Linked DNA regions of Mus musculus: region 1 is linked to region 2. A link is a contact called in public Hi-C data. All regions are on one chromosome and are shown on one strand. The core of a region is the stretch at or near the end of the contact, and the rest is flanking DNA. Distances in the headings are between cores, read along the strand shown. Region 1 overlaps Gm34346 (a long non-coding RNA gene). Region 2 has its middle 85 kb from the start of Gm34297.

Evidence for each region. Hi-C and Micro-C count contacts between places; a contact is called where the count stands out from the background.
Region 1: a contact with region 2 is called in a Hi-C map of the G1E-ER4 cell line, with 2.0 times the contacts expected there. The contact joins two enhancer-like sites. A contact is called at or near these places in 1 of 484 Hi-C or Micro-C datasets (the G1E-ER4 cell line) and 1 of 115 datasets of contacts at active chromatin or transcription factors (microglia).

What each region holds. Positions count from the first base shown.
Region 1 is chr10:98,874,793-98,881,346 of GRCm38.p6, forward strand. Gm34346 (a long non-coding RNA gene) reads right to left here. Exons shown (of 9, transcript XR_871991.2): 3 at 385-463. Among named protein-coding and RNA genes, the nearest start is that of Gm34346, 4.7 kb to the right of the region's middle. Within about 2 kb of position 5,134, at least 49 of the 459 cell types and tissues checked have an H3K27ac peak or open chromatin away from gene starts, as enhancers often do. A contact at or near this core is called in the G1E-ER4 cell line, where this site is marked.
Region 2 is chr10:98,619,035-98,626,138 of GRCm38.p6, forward strand. No RefSeq gene overlaps it. Among named protein-coding and RNA genes, the nearest start is that of Gm34297, 85 kb to the left of the region's middle. Within about 2 kb of position 5,262, at least 26 of the 459 cell types and tissues checked have an H3K27ac peak or open chromatin away from gene starts, as enhancers often do. A contact at or near this core is called in the G1E-ER4 cell line, where this site is marked.

The DNA.
Region 1 (6,554 bases), core at 3,884-6,383, 260 kb after region 2:
TGTTTGTGGCTATTATTATAAGCTTACTTTTTCTTCTGTTTTGTTTCAGCCCAGAAAAAGACATTCATTCTTTTGAGGTAATCTCTAGGCTAGCCTTGAGCTACAGCCTTTGCTTCATCCTCTCCTGTGCTAGTACTAGAGAGCTATGACAATATGGTTAACTAAAATCTAATACTTTGAAAGAACAATGAAAAGAAATTGTATGCATTTTCAATTATTCTTTACTATTTGTAGCTTTATATTTCCTTTATAGTTGCATTGTGATTACACATATTGAATTTATTTTTACTAAATATCAATAATTTTATTTCAAAAGTCCCTAAGGAGCAATTTGAAAAGCACTAGTAGACAGAATAACAGGAAAAAAGAAAACAAAATACTCACAAGGTGTAAAATGAATCTCTACCCCAAGGAAGCTGAGAAAGGACGGGTACTCCAAGTTCCTGGGCTACAGGGTAAGATCCTGTATTAGAAAAGAAAACTAAAAAGAAAAGAAAAAAAGCCCACTCTACCCCCACCCCCAAATGGACATTGTGGTACAGCTCTGTAATCAGCCCTTGGAAAGTGGAGGCAGGGAGATCAGGAGGAGTTCAAGGTCATCTTCTGCTATGTATGGAGTTCCTGGCCAGCCTAGGGTACAGGTGACCTTTGTGGTGGGGTACAGGGAATATAAAAGAATTGGAACCCCTATCTCTGGCTAACTGGGTACTCAGCTCAGAGAGAGAGGCAGAAATCACTGAACTCTCCCTCTGTGGTATGTGGATCACACAGGTCTATAGGAGGCTCTGGCTATAGATGTAAAAATCCTCAGAGCCTACCTTATTTGCTATCAGCTATGCCAATCCTGTTCAACACCAACTCTGTCTTGACACCCTAGTGTTGAATCATAAAACTTCATTATGTTTAAACAATAACGGGTTTTTTGTTTTTGTTTTTTGGGTTTTTTTTTTTTTGTTGTTTTGGTGGGTTTTTTGTTTTTTGTTTTTTGTGGTTTTTTTGTTTGTTTGTTTGTTTTGGTTTTTTGGTTTTTTAGTTTTTTGTGGTTTTTTTTGTTTTGTTTTTTGTTTTTTTTGTTTTTTTTTGTTTTTTTTTTGTTTTTTTTGTTTTTTTTTTTGTTTTTTTTTTTTTTTTTTTTTTTTTTTTTGAGACAGGGTTTCTCTGTATAGCCTGGCTGTCCTGGAACTCACTTTGTAGACCAGGCTGGCCTTGAACTCAGAAATCCACCTGCCTCTGCCTCCCGAGTGATGGGATTAAAGGTGTGCACCACTACGCCTGGCAACAATAGTGGTTTTTAATGTTTTATCTGAATATATCCATGTTTCAAAGATAAAAATCTAGGCATGGAAAAACTCTTCAGTGACAAATTTTGGCAGTTTTGTTGTTATTGTGTGTTTGTTATTGTTCTGTTTTATTTGGAGACTCAAGAAGTTTTGTTGTTTTGCTTTGTTTGTTTTTTGTTCGTTTGTTTGTTTATTTTGTCTCTTTCTTTTTTGGTGCTGGAAATGGAACACAAGGCATTGCACACACTAAGCAAGAGTTCTACCACTAGGTTGCATCCCCAGCTCTTTAAAATAAAACTAGAAAAAACTTTCTTGAGGCAGATTCTCTTATATTTTTAGTTGTGAACCTAGCCTTTAATGGCTGAGCCATCTCTCCAGCCCGAAGCAGATTGTCAATATACAGCCAGATTATCCTTATACCCAAGGTCTTTCTGCCTCAGCCTCCTGAATGCCAAAATTAGACATGTACCACTGAGCTCTTGTTTTAACTTCAAAACACTAAGTAAATTCTCAAAACTTATAATCAAAACATCTGAATCATAAATCCATTAAACATTTTGGATATAATAAAATAGTAAATTTTCAATTCTAAATGTTATTTTTCAGCATAAAATAAAATGTCATTTTAAAACTAAAATTCATTTTAATTACTCTTAAAATTACATTCATATTAGACAACCACATATTTAGTTTTTACTTATATATTTACCACATGCTATCATATTTAATGTTGAAAATAAGATTTTACTAACAGCTGGACTTTTATTATTTTAAAGTTGAAACCACCTTTAAAAATCATTTGATGTAAGCCTTAACATCCAGCATAGAGTCACTAAATTTTAATTTCAGAAGTGACCTCTATGGAGCATAAGGGTCACTGTTTTCAAGATGTTTTGCTATTTAAATACATGCTTCATGTTGCGTTAGTTTAATACATAGAAGAAATAATGTTTACAGGCAATTAGGATTATAAAACTCCTGGTTAATATTAAGTAGGTTTTAGAAGGATCTTCAAACCTCACCTACCCTGTGTGATATACTCTATGTCAAGCCGCGGAAGGATTGTAGGGATTAAACTAGTGTCCTTTACCCGGAAAAACAAGGCAGACACAGGGTCAAGTACATCTCTGAGAAAGGGCTCATCTCCTTCCTAACCCTTGAAACACTCTGACAAGCAATGCTGTGGAATGTACTGAGGGAGACCGTCTCCTATCCTTCCGCACCACTTTATTCTCTAAACTTTGTGCAAAGAGTTGAATTGAAAGTTTATCAGATCACAAAACGACACCTTTCAATGTAAAAACTATATCATATTCTATAGCATTATTATAATTTTGGGTTATAAATTATTTAGACAGAACTGTTAAGAGTACATTTGGAGGTTGTAGGATTTTTTTTAAAAAGACTATTTTGTAAATACACTGCACTGGGTGTGGGGAGGGGGAACTATTTCTTTAAATAATAAAGTGAGTGGCCAGAGATGTCTCAACAGGCAAAGATGCCACCAAACCTGACCAACTGACCATGATCTTCTGATGTCCATACATACACACATATACTGACTCTCTCTATCTCTCTCTGTGTCTGTTTGTCTGCCTGTCTGTTTCTCTCTCTCTCTTCTCTCTCTCTCTCTCTCTCTCTCTCTCTCTCTCTCTCTCTCTCTGTGTGTGTGTGTATCATTGCCAGGGTTCACTTTTTAAATTTTATTTCTTTTTCACATTTATTGGTGTGTGTGTGTGTGTGAGAGAGAGAGAGAGAGCATATGTTGTTATTTGTTTATTTGGGTTTTTTGTTTTTCATAGGGTCTTATCTTGTAGCTCAGGCTAGCCTGGAACTTTTTATGTAATCCTGGGTTGACCTCAAATTTGCAATCATCTTGCCTCTGCCTCCCCAGTTCTGGTTTACAGGGTGTTCCACTACGCCCAGTTGTTTGTCATCGTTACCATAGAAACTAGATGACTGGCGAGTTAAGTAGACACCTTCTCAGAGGTCCTCACCCTAATTTCCATACCCTGGCAGCATGACTTTTGTACATAACATGTATCTGCTGAGCATCAACAACTGCCTATGTGAAACCAGAGTTCAGATATGTGGTTAGACACTACCAGGAAAGAGAGAGAGAGAGAGAGAGAGAGAGAGAGAGAGAGAGAGAGCTTTCCATTTTTCAGCTTTAGTAAAAGAATGTATGTAGCTGGCAGAACAATGCTTTTTTTTTTTAAAAAAAAACAGGGTACAGCTGGGATGCTGACAATTACTGGAGAAAAATACTGTGATAACTCTTAAAATATATTATTTTTTTCCAAAACTATGTATTTTCTGATGTGAAGAGCTGAGCTGGGACCATATATGTCATAACTAAAAGTTACTTCCTAAAAAGAAAAAAAAAAAAAAAGAAAATCAAAGTGAAAAACTGCTTCCAACTTCCTCAAGTCCTTGTTCTACCAAGAAAAGCCAGCAGGACAATTGTGCCAGAAGAAAACAATGTTAAGAACTGGTCGATTAGAAGAGATAGATGAAAGAGTAAAAAACTTGGAGAAAATTTTTAAACATACATTTAGTGCCTTTGATGAAAGATCAGGGAATGAGAGGGGAGGGAAAGGGAGCAAAAAGGAGAGAAAACGGTGCTAAAGAGGTTGTGTTGGTTTAATCCTTTTGTTCTTCCCCTAAAAACACTTTTAAAAACAGAAAGAAAGAAAAGCTAAGCTATGGAAACTGTCTCCACCCAAAGTGACAGAATTGAAACTCACTGTCACCAGAGTAGCAGATTTGCTTCACCATTACATGCCCTGCCTAGCACTGGTGGACCCTGGCATCACCTGAGCCATTCCTTCACCTGCATCTAACTCCATAGTTGGCTTCCTGCATCTTTTACAACTGCAGAGTCCCAGGGGTGTAAGATCCTGGCACAACAGAAACAAGGAGAGATAATGGGGATTTGGCACCCACCGCTGAAGTAACAAATCCAGGTAAAGATCCTCCCTGGATGCTGATGTTTTAGGCTCAGAAACACTCCACAAAACACATTAACCTAAGATGAGAAAGTGTGGTCCCACAATGAAGAATCTTGAACTTCTCGCCTTGATGAAGTTAAATGTTCAGTCCCTCAACACAGGACCATAACCTGACATTCACCTGTGTGCTATTACTGCCCAAAACACTGAAAAGACTTTAACCTAAATCTAATTCTGAAGAAGCAATCAAACAAACAGAATTTAGGACTCTCTCTATGACAAGTGACCCGGACTTTTCAAAAACAGTATCCTTTTTCAAAATGGAAAATAGCTCTATTCAAAGAGATGGAAGATACTGTACTCAAATATCACACAGTATTCTAGATCAGTACCTTCAAAGTATAAAATAGCTAAAAATGATATTAGGTGCCAGTCCCACATTTTAAATATAGATAGCATATGAGATAACAGGTTTTTAAATTATTATTAGTTATCTTGTATATGAGATTTGTTTTGTAGGATAGTAGTCTAATTCTTAAAAGATGTAGGTTAAGTATGCTTGGGCATGACAGAATGCCTGTAAGTTACTTTCAAACAGGCCATTAAAAAAAAGTGTGTGTGTGTGTGTGTGTGTGTGTGTGTGTGTGTGTGTGCGCGCGTAAGATATAAATCAAATATGGCAAAATAACAATGGGTGGAATACATAAAAGAAATTTATGTGTTTTGGTATACTATTATACATTTTTAAAGTTTTAAAATGTTGAAAATAAAAAGTTGGGTGACAAAGAGCTGTTGGGAAGCTCTTGCCCTGTAAGTCAGAGATCTTGGACACTTTAACTGTTGCCTCTGCACTGAGCAAGACCTCTAGGCCTCAGAGCACAAAAAGGGTAACCTCACCAGCCTGCTCGACAAGAAATGTTCTGAAGATGAATAATGATATCATGGCTAGAGAGTGTTTGTGAACTACAAAAATCCTCCTGTGGTCTCAGCTGTAGGGCAGAGGCTAGGAAACTCTCTAGTCTCTAATTGCAATTCAACATCTCCTTTAACTACGAAGGTAGGCATGAGTTAGTACACCACGTATCTGGCGTACAAGAAGAGCTTAATAGTTCTGGCTCCGTTTTCTTAACTTGAACAAATGACTGTCACACAAAGCATGAGTCAGCAACAGAGCCATTGATACTCTCCTATCTTCTTTCCCTTCTCCATCTCAAAGACACGCCTACTCTGACCCAGTACTACAGGAGGATACTCTCTCACTGACTCATGCTTTCCATGGCCCTCACTTGTGCAACTTACAGAAACAAATGGTGATAACAAAGGGAACACAGAACGTTCCACCCTGAACTCTCAATCTCCACACCCCCGAAGCAGTTCACTAGGTGCCTCTCAACCTGATGGCATGACGAAAGCCCTGACACCCAACACAAGACTTTGCCTGCACCCTGGATTCTCCTTTTCTATTAGCTACCTCTGGTCATTTAGAAAGAAATGCTGCTGGCTTTTTAAAAATAGATAGAGAGAAGTTCTAATTATTTCTTGCCATGTCTACTATCACTACTCAAAATGCAAGCCATCTCCACCTCTTACCGAAGATCAATACAACATCCTTCCAGAAGGCTTTCCTGCCTCCTCTTTTCTTCCTACTTAATTAGATGCCCTCTACATATAATTATCCTTTTAAGAAATGCCACATTGTCCATTTCTCTATTTCATACCTTGATATGATTCCCATTTTCTTCAGAGTAAAAGTCAAAGTCCTACAAATGATCTTAAGAACATATATCTGTATACATGATAAATAGAAACCTAGACTTCCCCCTTCCCCCTGTGACCTCAATTCCTGTCTCTGCTTTGCATGCTGCCTCAGCCACACTCACTTCCTTATAGTCCCGTGAGCATGCAGACATGGTCTCACTTTAGGGCTTTAACGCTAGGGATTCCCACTGCTTTAAACTGCTTCCCTCAGATGGTGACACCCATCATCTCTTTATCTCTGACAATCCTTATGCCTGTTCTGGCAAGCCTTTTAAAAATAGTAACCAACTCACTATTCCTAATCCTTCTTATTCCTTTCTAGTTTCATCTATAATACGTATTGCCTTCCAAAACATAAGCAAGGTATATGTTGTCTGTCATCAGATGGTATTTGTGGGCCATATTATAGTTCACATGCTTCAAAGATGGTTTCTTTGTTTTTGTTATTTTGTTTTGAGACAGGGTAGCACTTGCCCATGCAAGACTCTATCTCACTGTGTAACAGGATGATCTTGAATTCCTGATCCTCAGCACTGCTACAATTATTGATTACCACCCTGTACCA
Region 2 (7,104 bases), core at 4,012-6,511:
GCAGCAAATAATCCAGGGTACAGGGAGCAACCGTTGATTCTCCGTAGATTTAAAATGGGAAAAGACGCCAATTCCAAGACTTTCTTGAGGCCCAGCGATGGAAAGCTACATCCTCCTGGTCAAAAGAATGCGAAATCTCTGGCCTTGAGTGGAGACGCGACATTCCGATCTGCTCTCCAAAGGTTAGAACATTGGCTTCTCTGGCGTCCTATAAGAGAGCTCTAGCGCACAAAGAAAGTGTAACTGTTTCTTCCACTTCTTCTTATGCTTCCCTTTCACACACTGGCCAGTTGCCCAAGCATCTTTCCCTGGCACGCTGAGCTTTCCCACCCTCTCTCTCTCTGAGTTTCCCTTCCCTTTCCACCATGCAGCTGTTTCCAGGCCTCCATGCTGAGCACACTAGCTCTCTTGGACCCAAACTCAAAGAGCGGGAGTTCCTTCCTTTTCTCCACCCACTCGGCTCCACAACTGTGGACATTTCCAGCTTGCCTGGTCTGTTAGTTTTCTACAAACTCAAAAAAAAAAAAAAAAAAAAATCGTTCCCAACCTTGCTTCTGAGTCAATTTTTTTTAAGTATTTTTGTATTAATGAGGCTAGGAATCCTAAGGTGACCTCAGTCTCTTCAGCAACATAAGGAATATTGGGTGAATATCAAAACACTAATTTGATTTCAGCACTATCCCCTTTCCCTACGTTTTTTGTCCCAGGGAAGGAAGGAAACAAAAATATGTTTTAAAAGACATTGAAGTGAAGATGTTGAATGGTAACAACTTCCTGAATAAATGGTAGGTAGATGTACTAGCCCACTAGAGATTATTTAAAAAAAAATACTCCTCACTATTTCCTTTTTTCTGAGGGACCGCCAGATTGAGTTCCAGAATGGTTGTACCAGTTTGCAGTCCCACCAGCAATGTGTTCCTTTCTCCACATCCTTGCCGACATGTGCTGTCACCTGAGTTTTTTATCTTAGCCGTTCTGATTGATGTAAGGTAGAATCTCAGGGTTATTATGATTTTCATTTCCCTGATCACTAAGGACTTTGAATATTTCTTTAAGTGCTTCTCGGCCATTAGAGATTCTTCTGTAGAGAATTCTCTGTTTAGTTCTATACCCCATTTTTTTTTTTGATTGGGTTGTTTGGTTTTTTGGAGGTTAACTTCTTGAGTTATTTATTTATTTTTGATTGGATATTAGCCCTCTGTTGGCTGTAGGGTGAGTGAAGTTTTTTCCCCAAACTGTAGGTTGCTAATTTGTCCTGTTGATGGTGTCTTTTGCCTTACAGAAGCCTCTCAGTTTCATGAGGTTTCATTGATCGATTGTTGATCTAAAAGCCTAAGACACTGGAGCTCCGTTCAGGAAATTTCCTCCTGTGCCAATGAGTTTGCGTCTCCTTCTCACTTTCTCTTCTGTTAGATTCAGTGTGTCTGGATTTATGTTGAGGTCCTTATTCAACTTGGACTTGAGTTTTGTGCAGGGTCATAACTACGGATATATTTTCGTTCTCCTACATACAGATCGCCAGTTAGACCAGCACCATTTATTGAAGATGCTTTCTATTTCCACTGTAAGCTTTTGGCTTCTTTGTCAAAAACCAATTATCCATGGGTGTGTGTGTTTACTTCTGGGTCTTCTATTCTATTCCACTGATGTACCTGTCTGATTCTATAGCAATACCACGTGGTTTTTATCACTATTGCTCTGTAGTACAGCTTGAGGTCAGGGATGCTAATTTCCCCCAAAAGGTCTTTTATTGTTGAGACTTATTTTGGCTATCCTGTTTTTTGTTTGTTTGTTGTTTTTGTTTTTCCATATGAAGTTGAATATTGCTTTTTTTCATGTCTATGAAGAATTTGTTGGAATTTTGATGGTGTTGCATTGAATTTGTAGATTGCTTTTGGCGAGATAGCCATTTTTACTCTGTTAATCCTACCAGTCCATGATCATGGGCGATCTTTCCATCTTCTGAGGTCTTCTTCAATTTCTTTTTTCAGGGATTTGAAGTTCTTGTCATACAAATCTTTCACTTGCTTGGAAAGAGTTATACCAAGATATTTTTTACTATTTGTGGCTATTGTGAAGGGTGTTATTTCTCTAATTTCTTTTTCAGCCTATTTATCATTTGTGCAAAGGAAGGCTACAGTTTGAGTTAATTTTATATCCTGCCACTTTGCTGAAGTTGTTTATCAGCTATAGGAGTTCTTCGGTGGAATTTGAGGGATCACTTATATATACTATCATATCATCTGCAAATAGTGATACTTTGACTTCTAAAGGAACTGCAAGGACAAAAATGGAGAATAGACTGAAGGAAAGGTGGTTCAGTGACTGCCCCAACTTGGGATCCATCTTATGAGAGGGCACTAAGGTCTGACACTATTACTGATGCTATGACACCAGAGCCAGGCATGGCTGTACTCTGAGAGTTCTTACCAGCAGCTGACTGAGACAGAAGCAGATACTTAAACCCAACCATTGAACTGAAGTCCCGGACCCCTATGGTTAAATTAGGGGAAGGATCGAAGAAACTGAAGGGGAGAACAACTTCATAGGAAGGCCAGCAGTCTCAACTTACCCAGATCCCAGGGAACTTTCAGAGACTGAGCCACCAACCAGGAGTATACATGAACCAGTCCAAGGACCCTGGCACAAATATAGCAAAGGGCTGCCTGGACAGGCCTTAGTGGGATAAATTGTGTTTAATCTTCAAGAGACTTAAGGCCCCAGGGAAGGAGGAGGCCTGGGGGGAGTACCCTTTTGTAGGCAAGGGGCAGGAGGAATGGGATGAGGAACTGTGGAGAGGGAACAAAGAAGGGACCAATGACTGGAATGTAATAGAATAAAATTATAATAATTGAGAAATACCAATCACATTGTGTTAAACAACAGAAATTTATATTCTCCTATCTCTGGAAGCTTGAGTGTAAGTTCAAGATTGAGGTGCCAACCCAGTGAGTCTTCTCTGAGGGCTCTCTTATTGATCTAAAGATAGTGGTCTACTTGATGCCTCTTCACCTGCTACCTGCATTTATATCTCTGGTATGTTCAAATTTCTCCCTCTAATAACGACACCTTGCTTTATTTTATTCTATGCTACCTTTTTAAATCATGTATCTCCCACTAAGGTCACATTTCAACAATAGGAGTGAGGGTTTCTTGAATGTCCCTCACATCACCAAAGGATTTTACCCCTGTAAGCTGAGTTGACAGTTCTGCTGTGCCAAGGAATGAATTGTAGGCATGATTTTTGGATACAGATTTCCTGCTATGGTCAAAGCTATTTGACTTGAGTGATTGTCATCATTCTCAGCCCACAGGGATCAGGTTGCATTCATTTAAGAAATGGTGTGTATATTAAGATGGTCTATCCATGAAGTCATTCATCAACTGTTTCAATGAACAATGGTTCTGCTTGGAGGGTGGCACAGACGTTAGGTGAGGGTAAGATTCTGGTTCATTGGCTGTGATGATTTTGAAAAGCATTCATCTCAGAATAAGAATAACTTATAAAGTCCTCTTCTTCAAAGTTGATACAATAATTATAAATATCAAGCAAAGCCTTCAGCCTTATTACCATGAGCTCGAATGTCCAAAAACTGTTCTTATTTTGTGTTTGTACCACAGTAAGAGACAAGATTTTAAGCTCTACTAAAAACAAAACAAATAAACAAAAATACTTTATCTATTTATGTTCATTAAAAATTAATAGTGATATATTATTTTAAAATATCATACAGTTAATATGTCTGGAGTTATTTAATATTTATATTGAGAAAAATGTATGTATTTTCAGTGCTGCTGTAGACAAATATCTACATAAGACTGTTCAATTGATTGTTGTTTTATATCAAACAACTTTTATAATACTCATTTTTTATTGTTACAATAGTCTTTACATTTTAAAGAATATGATAAAAAATGAAAGATACTGCAAGTTTTGAAAGGGGGGCTCTCTGGGAGGAGTTGAGGTACAAAAGAAAAAGAAGAATGTGACATGTCTATTTGCTCAAAATATGTTATTAAATGTTAACAGATTTATATAAAAAGTTAAATTACATTTTTAAAAAAAGAGAGAGAAAAGGAGTGAGGGTTTCATCACATAAACTGGGATGGGATTTGGGAACCACAATTCAGCTGTCAATACTAACTTAGTGCTATGTTAACACAAGGCAACCTTAACTATGTGCTGCAGATGCTACGTTGGAAAGGTAGCTGCAGGGACACAAAGTATACCCCTTTGTACATGAGCTAGATAGGACGGGGGATAGAATTTAAGGAAAGATAGAGTAGCATCAACAATGACTATTGGAAGAAAGTGTCACAAAGAAATAGCACACCCTCTCTGTCTTAAACAGTATTGTAAACACACAAAAATAATGGAGTTTCAACTGTGGGTTGTTTTCCATCTTGGCTCTTTCTCAAGTAAAGATGGATTTACTAGAAGCAAATGGAACTCGACTTCAAGATCCCTCAGGATCTTTCCAGGGCAGTTGATCTCAATTTATATCCATAACTTTGCCTCCATTGTAGAGAGGGAGAGGGCTTTGGACCCCACAAAGCCTGGTTCTGTTTCTTGACTGGAAGTATTTTTAGACATTTTTTTGGAAGGATAGTTTGAAGTATTTCTTGAACTAAAAACTTAGAGTTGAGTATTAACTCATAAGAAGTAACAGTTGGTAAGCTTGATAAGGTAAGATTCAGAAAGATATCGAGGAAAACTACTAAAACCTGCATTCTGGCCAACGTGCACCTTTGACTGACTTCCAAACCTCAAGTGCTCAGAAATATCCTGGTCATATATTTGTCTCTCTGACTTTCTCTCTCTGTCTGAACCCCTCCCACCCCCATACACACACATACAATTATTGATGCAACTACTATGCAACTCATTTAAAAGTGATCTCTGTGTGTTTGATGATTGCAGTTGAAAATATTCCTTGACCATAGTTAGCTTCCTTTCATGGGAACCACTGTCTCTCACTCCTTCTGTATACTTACCATAAACCCTTCACTGTAAATTCCCTTAGGGGACACATATCAAAGGCAAGTAGTGTGGTATTTGGGGGGAGGGTCAAGTATGGCTAAAAATTATTCGTCTTTCTCTGTTTTTTTTTTTTAAATGTTTTTAAAGCAAACATTTTATTTTATTTATTTATTTTGGGAATTTTTTTTTTTTACAGTCCAGTCTTCATTCCCCTCCTGTTCCACCCTTGACTGCTCCCCATTTCATGCCTCCTCCCACTGTCTCTAAGAGGATACCCTGGGGCCTCAAGTCTCTCAAGAGTTAGGTGCATCTTATCTCACTGAGGCCAGACCAGGCAGTCCTCTGTAAAGCAAACATTTTTTTTTCCTTTTTTTTCCTTTTAATATTTTTATTAGGTATTTTCCTCATTTACATTCCCAATGCTATCCCAAAAGTCCCCCATACCCTCCCCCACACACACACTCCCCTACCCACCCACTCCCACTTTTTGGCCCTGGCGTTCCCCTGTACTGGGGTATATAAAGTTTAAAGCAAACATTTTAAATAATGCAAAAACCACTACTGCAAAGTGGACCTTGCCAGGACTTTTCCCAGATAAGAATCAGTTTTGTGATTTTCCCTTTAAGACTTTCAGTGTTTCCTATTGAGTTTCACCTGGAGACCCTCCATAAAACAGCCCTGACAGTGCCGATATAAAGGTGGCTCCTAGTTGAAAACCATCCGAAGCGAGAGAGAGATGAAACTGGTGATGCAGGACAGTTCAATTTGCCTAACAAAGCAAAATTCCCGAACCGAGTTACTCTTGCAGCACTGTAATCAGCCATGTTTCTTAAAATGCCTGGGTTATATCGAGCCCCACTCACACTATGGTAATTATCAGCTGCCACCAGACAGACGTGCTGCATTCCCTTAGACTTTTTTTTTTCCTTCTTCTTCTTCTTCAAAATGTCAGCTTGTAATCTGAAGGAAAATTACAAACCCTTCTTTTTAAGGGATGTTTAAAATAAACTCACAAAGGCACCGAGTCTGTTACAATTACTGTCCTGTTTTCAGGCAGCAATGCCCCAGCTGGTGTTTTATCTCTGCAGCTTTCGAAAGTTTAGCCACGGTGGAAGGAGCAATAGTCTCTTAGATAACAGCAAGCCAGGCCAGGCTGGCAGGAGGTGCTTAGTTCTCTTTGAGAAGCTTTCAGATTCTATTCCATATAAACACAAACCATCCCTGAACAACATCATGATGGGTACCGCCGGACTAAAATGTCAGTGCTTCAAACATCCAGCATCAGTCAACTTTTGCAGGGTACCAATAATAATGCACAGGTTTACTTGTTTTTATTTAATAGCTACATAAAGCCTGCATTGAGTAGAGTGTTTTATGTTAATGACAACATTCCCAATTAGATGGACAATATAGATCATCTTGACAGGCCATCATTCTTGGTTTTAACAACCGCATTTTATACCATGCACCATAGAGCTGTATCTTCCCACTTGTAAAAAGAAAATGAAGTACCTACCAGTCAAAGACATAATGGGCAGAAGTCTACTGAGAGAATATGTTAGCATGACAAAATCCACGGGAGTTAAAAGCACCCAAGGTTTACGAGAAGATTCTGCCAGGGATGCTAAAAAGCCTTTTCAATGATACAGTTGAATCACCGAGAAGTGGGCAGATTTCCAGTCTGGACATTTGAAGGTACACAATAGTATCAGAATGGTCCACTGAAGATTTGGACACCTAGCATGCTGCTGTGATTATGAGTCAACTATGAGCAGCAAGGGTATTTGTGGTCTGACCTGTAGCATCAGTTTCTGCATGTGAAGTTCCAGGGGTTCTCCTCCAACCTCAACTTTCTATATCAGGTTCCATAAAAGGTAAAGAAAAACTGGATTGTTTTTCATGAATTCAATGAAATTCGGCTGGAGTTTCCAGACCAGCTTTATCCTATCCTTATGACTAGATAGCCCCAGTCAGTGTTCCATTTACACACCTAAAAGAAGAGTGTGCAAGGCGGGATTTGAACACTGGCTGCACCTCTTCACTGACTGTGTGACCATGGGCAACGGTACTTAATGTCTAAAACTTTATTACATTCTTAATGAAGCCAGACTTACATTCTCTAT